Linked DNA regions of Sus scrofa: region 2 is linked to region 1. Evidence: chromatin contacts called from public Hi-C data. All regions are on one chromosome and are shown on one strand. Each heading gives the region's core, a stretch centred on a gene start, on an enhancer-like site or on the middle of the called end of the contact. The rest is flanking DNA. Distances are from core to core; before and after follow the strand shown. Region 1 overlaps TBXAS1 (thromboxane A synthase 1). Region 2 has its middle 9.6 kb from the start of CLEC2L.

Evidence for each region. A called contact is a pair of places that touch in the nucleus more often than the background predicts.
Region 2: a Hi-C map of liver shows a contact between it and region 1, with 6 times the contacts expected there. The contact joins two enhancer-like sites. A contact is called at or near these places in 1 of 5 promoter capture datasets (liver), 15 of 47 Hi-C or Micro-C datasets (alveolar macrophages, brain, embryonic fibroblasts and 9 more) and 1 of 2 datasets of contacts at active chromatin or transcription factors (skeletal muscle).

Annotation. Positions count from the first base shown.
Region 1 is chr18:9,735,930-9,743,538 of Sscrofa11.1, forward strand. The region is part of intron 9 of TBXAS1 (thromboxane A synthase 1); the gene reads right to left. The region is part of intron 2 of LOC106508202 (a long non-coding RNA gene); the gene reads left to right. Among named protein-coding and RNA genes, the nearest start is that of PARP12, 66 kb to the left of the region's middle. Within about 2 kb of position 3,307, at least 32 of the 83 cell types and tissues checked have an H3K27ac peak or open chromatin away from gene starts, as enhancers often do. A contact at or near this core is called in liver, retroperitoneal adipose tissue, skeletal muscle and 1 more, where this site is marked.
Region 2 is chr18:10,182,183-10,189,609 of Sscrofa11.1, forward strand. No RefSeq gene overlaps it. Among named protein-coding and RNA genes, the nearest start is that of CLEC2L, 9.6 kb to the left of the region's middle. Within about 2 kb of position 3,304, at least 39 of the 83 cell types and tissues checked have an H3K27ac peak or open chromatin away from gene starts, as enhancers often do. A contact at or near this core is called in liver, retroperitoneal adipose tissue, skeletal muscle and 1 more, where this site is marked.

The sequences.
Region 1 (7,609 bases), core at 2,057-4,556:
ACACCGGATCCTTAACCCACTGAGCAAGGGCAGGGATCGAACCTGCAACCTCATGGTTCCTAGTCGGATTCGTTAACCTCTGAGCCACAATGGGAACTCCTATTTTGCCTTTTTAAAAACTTTATGTAGGAGTTCCCATCGTGGCACAGTGGAAATGAATCCGACTAGGACCCATGAGGATGCAGGTTCGATCCCTGGCCTCGCTCAGTGGGTTAAGGATCTGGTGTTGCCGTGAGCTGTGGTGTGGGTCGAAGATGAGGCTTGGATCTTGAGTTGCTGTGGCTGTGGTGTAGGCCGGTGGCTGCAGCTCCGATGAGACCCCTAGCCTGGAAACCTCCATATGCCGCAGGTGCCGCCCTAAAAAGACCAAAAAAAAAAAAAAAAAAAAAAAAGATTTAAAAACGTCATGTAAAGGGAACCTCCAGTATGTAGGCTTTTGTATCTGCGTCCCCATGTTCCCTCTTGTGTCTCTGAGACCCATCCGTGCGGTGGTGTGAGGGTAGTGTGCCTGCTCCGACGGTTGTGTGACGCTCCACATCTAGTCGTCCTCCCCGCTGTGGGTGGACATTTGCGTTGTCCCCAAGTGGGGACATTATGAATAAATTGGGATGTTCTTGCTTTTAGTGAACGCGAGTCTCACTTCCCTTGGGTGTATACCTAGGAGTGGAGTTGCTGTGTCCTAAGGGGTGTGTACGGTCGTAGAAACTGTGAATAGTTTTACAAACTGGTTGTACGCACTGCCTAAATTTTAACAGTGAACCTGTTGAAAGGCAGCATGTTGACACCCCCGTCCCCTCTATTTACTCCCACTGTGGGTCCCCGCCCCCCGCAATGTGCCCCTTCCAGTGTGCTGAAGTGTCACCACTATCTCTATTTCAGGAAAGGGTTGAGAGAAAAAAATAATGGATTATTTTGGGAGCTGAGTTATTTATTCCTTGTTTTTTTTGCTTTTGCTTTTTAGGGCCCCACCCATGGCATACGGAGGTTCCCAGGCTAGGGGTCGAATTGGAGCTGCAGCTGCTGGCCTAAACCACAGCCACAGCAACGCCAGATCTGAGCCGTGTCTGCGACCTACACCACAGCTCACAGCCACGCTGGATCCTTAACCCACTGAGAGAGGCCAGGGATAGAACCCGCAACCTCATGGTTCCTAGTTGGATTCATTTCCAACATGCCACAACGAGAACTCCATGATTTATTTATTCCTATGGTGTATATGGGAGAAGAGGGGGTAGGAAAATAAGACACATCTAATGACCTAATTTCAAAAAAAGTCTCAATTATCAGACACAAGCCTGCAAAAGCGTACAACAGCTTCCAACATCAACTAGCTTCAAGTTGTTGAATTAGCCACTGCCTGTAATATACAAGGTCCAGTTCTCTCCATCAGCGTGGATCAGTCACCGTTGATTATATGCGATGTTTAAAGAAATCAGCCCCTGAGTAAATGAGAGCTAAATCACCCGCCCGCTTCCTCTGCACTGGAGGAGGGTGCGTGGCATTCATCTGCAGAGAAATTCTTTTTTTGTTGTTCCCTCTCACCTCAGATAGATGTTGAGTACCTGATACGTGCTTAGCAGAGTGCTGGGGGTAGAGAAGAGAAGGAAAGAGGAGAGAAGATACTGTCCCAGACCATACGACTTATTATTTTCTTGGGAAGCCATCGACTTGTTCAAAGACTTGTTATTTGGCAGTAGGGACCTACTGAAGGTTTTTGGCAAGTATAGGTAATGTGGTGAGAACGGTATTTTGTGATTGTGGGTGTGTGGTCGGAGAGCTGGGGGAAGCAGGGCCAGAAAACAGGAGGCTTTTGCAGTAGCCCTGGCAGAAGTGATGAGCCGTGACGACCATGTCAGCGGCCAGAGAGGAAAAGGGGCTTGAATCCGGGGAGCAGCGTAAGCAGCGATTCTCCCTACCGGCTGCTTGCTGCTGCTGCTGGTCCCCGCCTTGAAATAGCCCATTGGAACGGGTCTGGACTGGGCACAGGAATCAGTATGGTTTTAAAAGCTCCCGAGGTAATTCTCGAGTGCAGCCTGGATCTAGAGGCATCTGTGTAAAGGAAGACTTGCTGGGGAGACGAAGGGGTGAAGGGGTGAAGGGGTCGGGGGATGAAGAGAGCAAAGCGACTCCTAGGTTTCATTCCTCGGTGGCTGAAAGGTGGAAAGGACTTGGCCGGGGCTGCCTCCTGCTGGCGGGGCTGGGCTGGGGCCCCAGCGGGAGATGGTGTCCTGTTCAGCCCCCAGAGGTGCCGGAGGCCTCTGGGATGGAGGCAGGAGAGAAGGGCATGCCCCTGACCTTGGAACAGTAAGGACTGACCAGGGGAAGCTGGCAGAGCGGCTGGAAAGGCCAGGGCGTCAGTCACCCGTGGGAGGGAGGTGCGGCCAAAGCCAGCCTCCCAGGGGTTGAGAGACGGAACTAGAGGCAGGGAGGTAGGACTGACACGCTTCTCTGGGGGCACCTGGAAAGAATCCTGGAGAACAGAGCCAACCAAGGAGAGAAATGAGGGCCCTGTCACCTGAGTGGCAGGCACGTGACGAAAGAAAAGGATATGCTACTCTTGTCGTTCCTGAGGGTAGAATCAGGCTGGACAGTGAGTCCCACGGAGGATTTTGACAACATGCAGAAGCCTGGCTGGAGCTTCCCATCAAAGCGGGCAAGCCCGGGCCCACTGGAGATTTTCAAAAGCTGTTATGGAGCATCTGAAAAGGTCACCGTCAGATATTTATGGATCCCCTCATGCAAAGGAGGAGGGTAACCCCTCGGCGCCTTCCGTGTCTGGGATGGTCGGACACATCCCGAGCACGCCCTGGCCCACCCAGGGACAGCCTGTGACATCAGATCCTGGTCACTCTGCCAGGCCCAGGAAACGCCACGTGACGGTGGAGAGCGGTCAGCTTCCTCTGTTTATCCCCCGGCCCAGCCCCCAGCGTCCCCGTCCCGCATCCTGTGTGCATCTTGGTTGATAATTCAGTCTAAAAGCCAGAGCCTGGGTCACTTACTGTTTGGGGAAATGGTAAACAAAGATAAGAGCTTTAAGCACTGGAATTTATTTTTCATCCACTTGGCCTAAAAGCAACTGCATGTTAAATTTAGAAGGCAGCCTCCAGACCCCTCCGGGCCCTCCCGTTTCCTGCCTCCTCTTCACCGCCCATGCTCAGAACACCGGCTCGCTGACCATGGAATCTGAAATGCTTTTGTAAAGCCCAGGAGTCTTTGGAGGCTGCCTGCCTGGATGTTTATAAAATGTATCATCTGAGCGCCTGGGAGAGAGGGGCTGTGTCCTCGGTAGCACCACCCGGCGAAGCCGCCTTGACTCAGATGTCTCCCGGGGCGAGGTGGCCGGTGCTTCTGCCTCCCCACTGTCGCGGGCTGAGATGCTCCCCAGGGAGGGAACCACGTTTCCAGCAGGCCACCTTCCAGTTTATTTACAAAGGTCTCCCCCTCGCCTGGGAGCCCATAATGGAACAGCTCTCTTTTCTCTGTAGGTTAAACCCCTTTTGCCACAGTCCAAGAACCTGTAGAAATCCTTTTGTTGGCCTGGAATTCTGTTGTATTGAATATTGTTGGAAATAAATGAGCCATTGTCTGGGCTGAGAATTTTCTGGCTAGATAGAGATCTCCACTGTGATGCGATTTATTGTAGCAGGATTTTTTTTTCCCCCAGCTCATTTTAAATTCTCTGCTCAGTCCATTTTCACAGCTCAGGATGTAAGTGGGGAGGGCTAGGCCTGAGCTAAAAAAAAAAGAAGAAGAAAAGAAAAGAAAAGAAATCTCCTTTCCCAAGAACCTTGTCCAGAAGCTTAGGTGGCGTCGGGTATATCCGTCGGCCACTTTAGCGGACAGGAAGGTCCCCCACTGCTCTTGGCACGTCCATGACTAGGAGAAAAGTACAGAGACTCTGGGTGTTACTGGAGTTCCACCTTCGCATGGTTCAGATGAAAAGCCACAGCCCAGAGAGCGAAGGTGGCCGGTCCTCACTGTAGCCCACACTGAAATTCTCAGTTGTCACTCTTAAAAAAGTCCATTAAACCAGCTAAGCGTTAAAATAAACCCAACCCTAGGTAAAAGTAAGTTTTGAAGTTATATATATATATACATAAAGTCTAAAGAGCAATTTACCATTTTTTAAAAAATAACTCTTGACATTTTGAAATTCACGACCGGCAGGCAGAATTGTCAACAGGAAGAGATAGGAACACGTCAGATCCAGCTGGAAGACAGTGGGCAAATTGTGAAGCTGTGCTGACATTCAGTTGGCTCATCTGTAAAATGGGCAGAAACCACACCTACAAGGGTTGCACTGAGGAGTCCCCATTAAGTGCCATCCAGGGGGGTTTCTTAGGAAGCTCTGTAATTCGGCTGTGGGACAGGAGCGACTCTGTGAGTGGTAGTTGCGAGCCTGGGGTCATCCCGGGAGAGATGGATACCATTGTGCCAATAAGAATTAAGAATTCAGTGGGGGCCACCTTGGGGGAATCTGACAGTGCGAAGCTCCCACGCCTGTCATCAGAGGAGGGTGGATAAAGCCTAGAAGATGCAGCAGTGGCGACAGCTGAGTTGCAGCTGATCCTCGGAGGCCCCCGACAGCTCAAGTCTTCCCTCTGCCAAGAAGCGGGCTGTGCCTCCCTGACAGCGTGTCTGGTCCTTACAAGGTCCCACTTTGCACAGAGGTTTCTGGAACTCAGGTAGTTTGCTCACGTCCACAGGGCCAGGCACTGGGAGAGCTGGGGTTTGTCTGGGGCCGCCCCCCACCCTCCATGGTAACCTCCTCACCTCTTCCACCTGATGCAGTTTTAGCCCTTATCCCCCTTTCTGCAGCTGGTGGCTTTTAGCGAATGTGCTTCCTGCCAAGAATGGCCTCTGTGGTGGCAAAGCTATAAAAATGTGCCCGAGACACGTGGCTAATGCGAGGTTCTCGGCTGCTGTGGGCCTGGTACACAGAAGAGCGTCCCTCCCTTTGCCTGGGAGATGGAGGAGTGGGTTTGGATAAATAAGAATGAGGTTGTGGGGAAAGAAAGTTTTTTTTAATTAAATTGGGGGAAGGAGGGGACCTACATAACCACAGATGGCATACGCCTCAGGCCTCAGCCTTGGGTCTGCCAGGTGTAAGGGGGGCCCCTAGGTGAAGGGGGTGCTGCCGGAGCCAGTCAGCCAGGCTCCCACCAGCTGGCCTGCAGGTGGTCCCTGCCAGGGTCCCCGCTGGGCTTCTCAGGAGGGGCCTGGCTGATCCTCTCCCACTGACCACATGAGAGATGTGGAGGGCTCACCTCTCTGGGGTGGGCTGGGGGAGGTAACGGCTACTCCTGTGGGTCACAGGGAGACCCCCACACTCCATCTCTCATGGAATGGGGAGGGTCTCATGGAATGGGAGGCTGAGTGCTCCGGCCTAAGCCCTCCTCATCCCCTCCCCACCCCCCAGCCTGAGTCTCTCTCCTCCCCTCCCCATCCCCGGCTGCTGGGCAGACCCCCAGCGCATCCAGGAAGAGCTTTGGTGAAGAGCGCCCCCTTCGTCAGGCAGCTGCTCATGCAGACAGATGGGCTGAGCCCAGGGACCTTCCACCCAGTCCGCAGCCGGGGCCTGACTTTTGTTACTGGTTTCTGATTTTCTTTCCTCCCTTGGTCTGTTCTTTTGCTTGTTTATTCGTTTTTGCTTTTATAGGGCCACATATGCAGCGTACGGAAGTTCCCAGGCTAGGGGTCGCATTGGACCCCTGCCGGCCTACACCACAGCCACAGCCACACCAGATCCGAGCCGCATCTGTGACCTACACCACAGCTCATGGCAATGCCGGATCCTTAACCTACTGAGCAAGGCCAGGGATTGAACCGGTGTCCTCATGGATACTGGTCAGGTTTGTTACCGCTGAGCCACCATGGGGGCTCCCTACTGGGCTGTTCTTTTAATGTGGAACAAAGCCCGACGTGGTGACTCGGGCCTCACTCCTGCCCTCCCTCCCATGAAAAAAGATTCTGTTTAGCGTGTTCCTCTCTTTAGGCTTTTCTTTTCTGTATTTATTTATGCTAGGGATCTTTCCAACAAGCTATTTTCTAACAAGAATTTCCCCATCTCACGAGGGCCACCTAGCAACCTCTGGGGTCCCCTTGCTGTTTACACGAGGCGCTTCCACGCCCTGACGGTCATTGCCCTGGGCTGGATGTCACTAGAGCTGCTGTGTAGCTGGCGTGGTCCTGAGGGGTGGGGTGGAGACGGCAGTGCTCGGTCCCTGGAGGCAGAGACACCTCGGCACCCAGGCTGTGATGGAGGGAAGGGCGGCCACCGCGGGGACACGGAGGGGCCATCACGGGGGCCACGGAACCTGCGCCGGGTAGGAACGGGGGGATCAGAAAGACTTCCCGGGAAGGTGAGGCTTATGCCGAAGCAATTTTCAAAAAGCATTTGTGTTCTTTCACACAGAAACAATAAAAGCACTTAAACAAGGTTTTGGAACAAAATTGAAGCGAGTTCCATCACAGCCGCACCATTTATTGCTGTTTTATTGGAGCGCGTGCTCTCCGCGGTTTCTGCCTCTGTCTCGCGCCAACCGCGTCTCAGCCCATAGATCGTCGCAGTGGCACGTGTTAATTACGGCAATTTGTTTTGGCCGCGGATCTTAAGGAATCGTTTGTTTCTTTTGTCTGCTGCTTCGTGTCGGGCCGGCCTCCGTCAGCCTCACAGCCTGGTTGCATTTCCCCCTGCACAGTGGCGAGGCTTCCCAAAGGGACTCACCCTCACGGCGAGGACAGACGGGGGTCCCTCCCAGAGCGAGAGGTGATAGAGACAGAGGTCACACCAGGAGACCCTGAGGGAGGCGGGACCAGCTGGCTGGAGGGAGTTTTGCAGGCAAATAGGTACCGAGAGCCTGGGGCCAAATCCACGGCCACAGACCAGGTAGGGGCATTTGTGGGGCAGGAGGGCAGGAATCTCAGACACCCGAGGGAGAGAGAAGCAGCCCTGAGGGGGTGGGCATGGCTGAGCTGGGCAAGGCCTGTTTATGGGGCCCTGCCTCCTGCCCGTGATGGGGTGATGGCAGATGGGCTGCCAGGAACATGGGCCCGGGACAGGAGGCCCCAGGGGTCAGGACCAGAGGTGATAGGATGACCTCCCAGCGACAAAGGAGGCTGGGCTCCCTGGAGGGCATGAGGGCCACGTGCCGCCACACAGGAAACAGGTCTGGGAGGCGGGCTGCTGCCTGCAGCTCCATCCTCTCAAGACTGCCACTTTGAGCAGCCTTCGTGCCAGCGCTGGTGTATCTGCCCATAAATGTGGGACCCACATGTGCATCTATGAAAAAGGAGAGTTGCATGGGAACAAAGCGCACCCCTGGGCCCCCAGATGGACGTCGCCTGCTACCCTTGCTGCTGGTCTCTGTCTCCCCAGAGCCGAGGCTCCTGGTGGAGGGGCCAGGACATGTGGGGACAGGTGGGGGAAGGGAAGAGAGCAGAACCAGTGCCATCTTTAAAGGCAGGGGCAGTCCAGAGCTACCCCGAGGGTTACTGCCCCCGTGCTGTGGGGCAGGTGCAGGCTGAGTTTCATGCTATCATCTCACTGAGGTTTTATTTTACAGATGAGAAAACTGAGGCTCAGAGGGTTTTGTGCATAAGTTCAGCA
Region 2 (7,427 bases), core at 2,054-4,553, 450 kb after region 1:
CCCAGTCCCAGCCCCCAGGGCCTCCTGACCCGGGCTCTGCTGGTGGATGGAAGCTGAGCCCTGAGTGAGCGCCCTGAGAGTGAGAGGGCAGCTGAGCTTCGCGTTTCTGATGGAACCAAACCAAGAGAAGCTGGTCCTGGAGTTCCTGCAGTGGTTGCAGTGGGTTAAGAATCCGACTGCAGCGGTCCAGGTCACTCTGGAAGCATGAGTTTGATCCCCAGCCCAGTGCAGTGGGTTAAAGGAACCGGTGCTGCCACAGCTGTGGTGTAGGTCAGATTCGATCCCTGGCCCAGGATCTTCCATATGCTGCAGGTACGACCATAGAAAGAAAGAAGGAAGGAAGGGAGGGAGGAGAGAAAAACTGGTCCTGTCCAAAAAAGAGTGATAGTTAAGATGAGAAAGGTGTCTTCAGGATAATCTTGCCCCAAACCCCTACCTCATGCATTAATTAGCCCTTAATTAATTAGGTGACAGGAACCTGCAAATGACACGAAAATTGGCTTAGGATAAAAACCAAGTCTAATTTTCTGATTTATACTTTTCCCCAAAAATGACAAAAATAAACACTGTTTTTTTTTTTTTTTTTTTTTTTTTGCTTTTTAGGACCCCACCCATAGCATATGCAGGTTCCCAGGCTAGGGGTCGAATCGGAGCTGCAGCCGCCGGCCTACACCACAGCCACAGCCACATGCGTTCCAAGCTGAATCTGCGACCTACACCATGGGAACTCCCAAGAAAATTAATACAATACAACACAATAAGATTCTGGGTAAATTGTGAGTCTGACTAAGCCTTAGCGTTCTTACTGTGTGCGACCACATCAAGCTGTGTGTAGGTTTTCAAACAAAGGCAGAGAGCAGTTATGGAGTGTGTGGGCCTCACTGGCTAGCCAGGGTTCACCCCTGACTGCAGTTGTGCTGTGTCCCCACATTGCTGAATATTCAGTGAGGCTCCAGAAGTGATGCATACAGGCACAGTTGTTTGGAAAAGAGTAAGAAAGAAAGAAATTCATAACAAGTAGACAAATTAACAAATGATTAATTTGTAGTATGAGAATAAGCACAGAAACACCCTGGATTGAGGGTGTTTTTTTTTTTTTAATTGACGTATAGTTGATTTACAATATTGTGTTAGTTTCAGGTGTATAGCAAAGTGATACGGTTTTTTTTTTTTATTCTTTTCCATTATAGGCTATTACAAGATATTGGATAGTGTTCCCCGTGTTATAGAGTAAACCCCTGCTGCTTATCTGTTTTATATATAACGGTGTGTATCTGTTAATCCCGTACTCCTAATCTCCCCCCCCCATTCCCCTCTCGTAACCGTAAGTTTTCTAGGTCTGTGAGTCTGTTTGTTTTGTAAATAGATTCCTTTGTATTATTTTTTAGATTCCACATATAAGTGATAGCATATATTTGTCTTTGACTTCACTTAGTGTGATACTTTCATTCTCAGTAGGATTGCCACATTTGCTACACATGGCAATATTTCATTCTTTTTTATATTCCATTGTGTATATAATATTCCACAACTTCTCTTGGATTGAGATTTTTTTAAGGAGCAACTCAGAGCCAAATAAACCTAAAGAGCCATAGTCCAGGGTTTCTCAGCTTCTGCACTGTTGACATTTTGGTCTGGATGATTCTGTGTTATGGGGTGGGGGGCTTTCCTGTGCCTGTGGAATGTTGCTGCATCTGTGGTGTCCACCCCACTACATGCCACTAGCAACCCAGATTTGACCATCGTTAATGCCTCTAGAACCACTGCCATGGGTGAATATTTTGAGACTCAAGAAGATCTTGGAAAATCTCTCTCTTGAAAACCAAGCAGCTGCTGTGGGCTCTGCCCCCACCTATAGAAACTGCTCTGGACTTTGGGTGGTAATTATGAGATGTTTTTCCTCATCCAGCTCAGAAGCCTGAATTCAGCCACCATTCGGCACAGTGAGCCAACAAGGAAGGGGAATATCCTCTGGGGGCCAGAAGCCCCGCCCAAAAAAAACCCACCCAAAAAACCCATAATTTGGTTTCTGGAGCAGCAGCCTGCAGTGGCAGGGAACACTTCTAGAAAACTGGAAGTTCTGCTGCAGAGAGAGGTTGCACAGGCAAGCCCGGTTGAGGAGGCAGGTTGGAAAACTGCAGGCATCTTCCTGTGGTCTCCAAGTGTTAACAGAGATCTTGTCCTGGCGCAGATGCTATAGTTTGTGTGTGTGGCGGGCAGCGGGGTGCAGACAATAAACCTATCAGGTAGGGATGTTTGCTGTGAGGACACATAAGGAGAGAGGGGAAGGACTGGGGCGCGAGGCTGTTTCAGATGGGGTGGTCCGATCCCAGCATCTCTCTGATGGAGTAACTTTCAACCTGAGAGAAGGAGGGGACCAGGCATCATATTGAACCCCGAGTTCCCAAAATCTTACACAGTGCAGGGCACACAAGCAGTCTTGGCAAACGCTTCTTGCAATCCCACACAGGCTCATTTCAGCCCTGGCTGGCCTGTGAATTTGCCACTGAGCCTGGGCAAATCACCGCCCTGCCTCAGCTCCCCATCTCCCTGCTCCAGCTGTTTCCAGAACTGAAATGAAACACACATATGGCGAATATTGTGAATTAAGGTAACGGGTGAAGACTAGAAAGTGGCCTCCAGTTATTTTCAAATATGCCCAGACATTAATGAATATCTTAGAAGCTACAAAGCAGGGTAGAAATTTTTTTTCTTCTTACATTTTCTGATTCAACTAAGTGGGTGTTCAAAGTGGAAGAATAAGCACTGGTTTCCTGGAGTTCTAAAACTGTTTTCATCTTGAATGGAGTAAAGAGACAGCCTTGTAAACCTTCTTATGTTCCCTGGTTTGGCCTCGGAAATGACGGGTGCAAGATTCTCTGAAGTCCCGCCCCCTCCCTCATTGTTTCTGTTGATAACCCAGAGGTGACACCTCGACCTTGAAGGCCTGGGCAAGAATATCCTAGGATGCCTGAGCCCGGTGTTTTCACAGAGCTAAGTGAATTCACATCAAGCATGAGGTCTGACCCGGCTACACAGAGTGCGCTCCCAGTGGCTTCTTCGATAACAGGTTCACCCATTTTCAAAGCCTTTTGATTTGGGTGCCGTGATATGCGTGACTGTGGAGCAATTCCGCAAGCTTCCAGACACATTTCAGAGCTTTTCTTCTTGTTGTTGTTGTTATTTTAAATGCACAAGCCGTGAGCCTTAAAGAGCCACTCCGGTTTTTCGAGGAAACGGGGCCGCGGTCTGACCGTGCCGCCCCGGCACTGCTCCCCCCAGCGCGGGCGCCACCTTGACCGTGGCCTTGAGCCCAGAGCGGGCGCCTCAGAGGCCCCCTGCTCAGCAGGTGCGTGTTCTCGCCCCCTCTTCCAGGGCTCACGTCCTTGCCCTGAGATAGTCTTCACCTAAGAGCAACGTTTGGGGGAGGTAAAACAGGTCCCAACCCGATAGCGAGGGTGACACAGTCCGCGTCTGCGCAGAGCTCCGGCGGGGAGTGGGGACAGCCAAGGAGCTTGGCCCCTGGTCCCCTGCGCCCGGCGAGAACGCTAGGGAAGGATCCTGGGGCTACTGGGGGAAATCGCCCTAAAAAGCCACACCTCCCTAGCCCCCGAGCAGACCGGAAAGCCAGCACTCCCCCCCTCCCCTTCACAGAGCTATTCAGTAACTACCAAAGCCCTTCTTTATCCAGCTCCCCGCTGCCTGGATTCCTTCCAGGGACCCCGCCTCCGGGAAAGAGGCTGTCCGCAGCTTTTTGCTTTCCCTTTACACGGGGTCGCCATCTAGTGACAAGGATATATACTACCACGTTCTAACTGTTAGTGTTAAATGATCTAACTTTTTTTTTTTTTTTTTTTTTTTTTTTTGTCTTTTTTCTTTTGTCTTTTCTAGGTGCGGCATATGGAGGTTCCCAGGCTAGGGGTCTAATCGGAGCTACAGCTGCTGGCCTCAGCCAGAGAGCCACAGTAACACGGGGATCCGAGCCTCCTCTGCGACCTACCCCACAGCTCACAGCAACGCTGGGATCCTTCACCCACTGAGCGAGGCCAGGGATCGAACCTGCAACCTCATGGTTCCTAGTCGGTTTCGTTAACCACTGAGCCACGACGGCAACTCCTAGATGATCTAACGTCTATGTTCTAATGTTCTAATATTAATGTTCTAACTTCTAAGGGCTAATGTGTGGACCTTTATGGTGAGTGCGGGAGAGCACTCTGGGGGGGACTGGACCCAATTCCAGGTCCTGTGGGGGGCGGATAAGGAGTGGCCTTTCCCTGTCCTGCAACTTGCTGGCCTGGGGCCATCTGGCAGGGGGACTCGGGTCTAAGCCAAACATTGAGTCAGGGCCCCTGTGGACAGCACCCTTATTCTTCAAAAGGGGAGGCCTGTGGCCCTGCTGAGGTATGCTCTGAGAGCCACACTGGGCATAAGACCTGTCTGGAAGGATTCCGGCTTAGAATACCCCGTGCTTGTGGACAGGGGTAAGTGTTCCCAGAGACCAGGATGCCAGAGGAGGGCATACCTGTCAGAGCCCAGCAGCACCTGCCTCCTCCCTCCCCAGGGCACATCCAGTTAGAGACTCAGAGGACTGGGGAAGAGAGAGGGCAGACGCCTAGGTTCCTGAACAGTCTGGCTATGAGCGATCTCATCCGTACCACTCTCAAGTGCTTCAGGACAGACCCAAGGGGCAGGTGCATCCTGCAGCTCAGGTGGAAAGAGAGGCCAGTCTCCTTTTTTTCAGTCACCCTCTTCTTTGCTAGGGTTCGGCTCCCAACTTGACTTCATGGAAGGAAAGCATCCACCCTCTTTAAGAGAATAGCCTCTCTCCACAGGTGCTGCGCTCCCAAAGGCTGCGATCTCCTTCCCTCCCTGTGGTCTTTTTTTTTTTTTTCCAGTGAATTTTATATTTATATGTATACAACCATCATCACAACCTAATTTTACAATGTTACCATCCCAAATCCCCATCCCATTCCTCCCCACCCCCAATCTGTCTCCTTTGGTAACCATAAGTCTTTCAAAGTCTGTGAGTCAGTTTCCATTCTACAAATAAATTCATTGTATCCTTTTTCTAGAAAACACGTATCAGTGATAGCATATGATGTTGGTATCTCACTGTCTAACTTCACTTATTAGCATGCATTTTCTAGGTCCAAGCATGTTGCTGCAAATGCCATTATTTCATTCCTTTTCATGGCTGAATAATAGTCCATTATGTGTACGTATCACATCTTCTTGATTCACTCCTCTGTCAATGGACATTTAGGTTGCTTCCATGTCTTGGCTGTTGTATATAGTGCTGCAGTGAACATTGAAGTATGTGTATCTTTTTTTTTCTTTTTATCTTTTTGCCTTTTCCAGGGCCACACCCCCAGCATATGGAGGTTCCCAGTCTAGGAGTCTAACCGGAGCTGTGGCCACCAGCCTTACACCAGAGTCACAGCAATGCGGGGTCTGAGCTGTGTCTTCAATCTACACCACAGCTCACAGCAACGCCAGATCCTTAACCCACTGAGTGAGTCTAGGAATCAAACCTGCAACCTCATGGTTCCTAGTTGGATTCGTTTCTGCTGTACAGCATGGTGACCCTGTTACACATATATGTGTCTTTTCAAGTCATGGTTTTCTCTGGATAGATGCCCAGAAGTGGAATTGCTGGATCATATGGTAATTCTATTTTTAGTTTTTTGAGGAATCTCCATACTGCTTTCCACAGTGGTTGCACCAATTTACATTCCCATCAACAGTGTAAGAGGGTTCCCTTTTCTCTACACCCTCTCCAGAATTTACTGTTTGTAGACTTTTGATTATGGCTATTCTGGCTGGTGTAATGTGGTACCTCACAGTAGTCTCGATTTGCAGTTCTCCATTAGTGATGTTGAACGTCTTTGCACGTGTTTTTGGCCATCTTTTATGTCTTCTTTGGAGAATTGCCTGTTTAGATCTTCTGCCCATTTTTTGTGGTTTTTTTTTTTTTTTGGCTTTGAGATGCAGGAGATGCTTATATATTTTGAAGATTAATCCCCTGACAGTTGCCTCATTTGCAAATACTTTCTCCCATCTGTGGGTTGTCTTTTCATTTTGCTATGCAAAAACTTTTCAGTTTAATTAGGTCCAATTTGTTTATTTCTGTTTTTACTGTCATTACTCAGGAGGTGGAGTTGAGAAGATACTGCTGGGTTTATGTCAGAGAGGGGTTTCCCTGTTTTCCTCTAAGAGTTTTATAGTATCTGGTCTTATATTTAGGTCTTTAATCCGTTTTGAGTTTTTGTGTGTGTGGGTGTATGGTGTTAGGAAGTATAATTTCATTCTTTTACATGCAGCTCTCCAGTTTTCCAAGCACCACTATTGAAGGGACTCCCTTTTCTCCATTGTATTTTCTTGCCTCCTTTGTCATAGATTAGTTAACCATAGGTGTACGGCTGTAATTCTGGGCTTTTTATCCTGTTCCACAGATCTATATTTCTGTGTTTGTGTCAATACCCTACTGTTTTGTTGACTGTAGCTTTATAGTATAGTCTGAAGTCAAGGAGCCTGATTTCTCCAGCTCTACTTTTCTTTCTCAGGATGGCTTTAGCTCTTCTGATTCTTTTTTGTTTTGTTTTGTTTTTGTTTTGTTTTGTTTTGTTTTTGTTTTTTGGGTTTTTTTGTCTTGTCTTTTTGTCTTTTTGTCTTCTCTAGGGCTGCACTCAAAGCATGTGGAGGTTCCCACGCTAGCGGTTCAATCAGAGCTCTAGCTGCTGGCCTACACCACAGCCACAGCAACGCAGGATCCAAGCCATACCTGCAACCTACACCACAGCTCATGGCAACACTGGATCCTTAACCCACTGAGCGAGGCCAGGGATCGAGCCCACAACCTCATGGTTCCTAGTCAGATTCATTAACCACTGAGCCAGAACAGGAACTCCTCTTCTGGTTCTTTTGTGCTTTGAAACAAACTTTAAAACATTTTGTTCTAGTTCTGTGAAAAATGCCATTGGTAGGAGATCCCGTCGTGGCTCAGTGGTTAACGAGTCCGACTAAGAACCATGAGGTTGCAGGTTTGATCCCTGGCCTTGCTCAGTGGGTTGAGGATCCAGCATTGCTGTGAGCTGTGGTGTAGGTTGCAGACACGGCTTGGATCCTGAGTTGCTGTGGCTCTGGTGTAGGCTGACGGCTAGAGGCTCCGATTCGACCCCTAGCCTAGGAACCTCCATATGCCATGGGAGCGGCCCAAGAAATGGCAAAAAGACCAAAAAAAAATGCCATTGGTAATTTGGTAGGGACTACATTGAATCTGTAGATTGCCTTGGGTAGTACAGTCATTTTGACTGTACTTTCCAATCCAAGAGCATGATATAGCTTTACACCTGTTTGTGTCAGCTTTGATTTCTTTCATCAGGGTCTTGTAGTTTTCAGAGTATAGGTCTTTTGTCTCCTTCTGT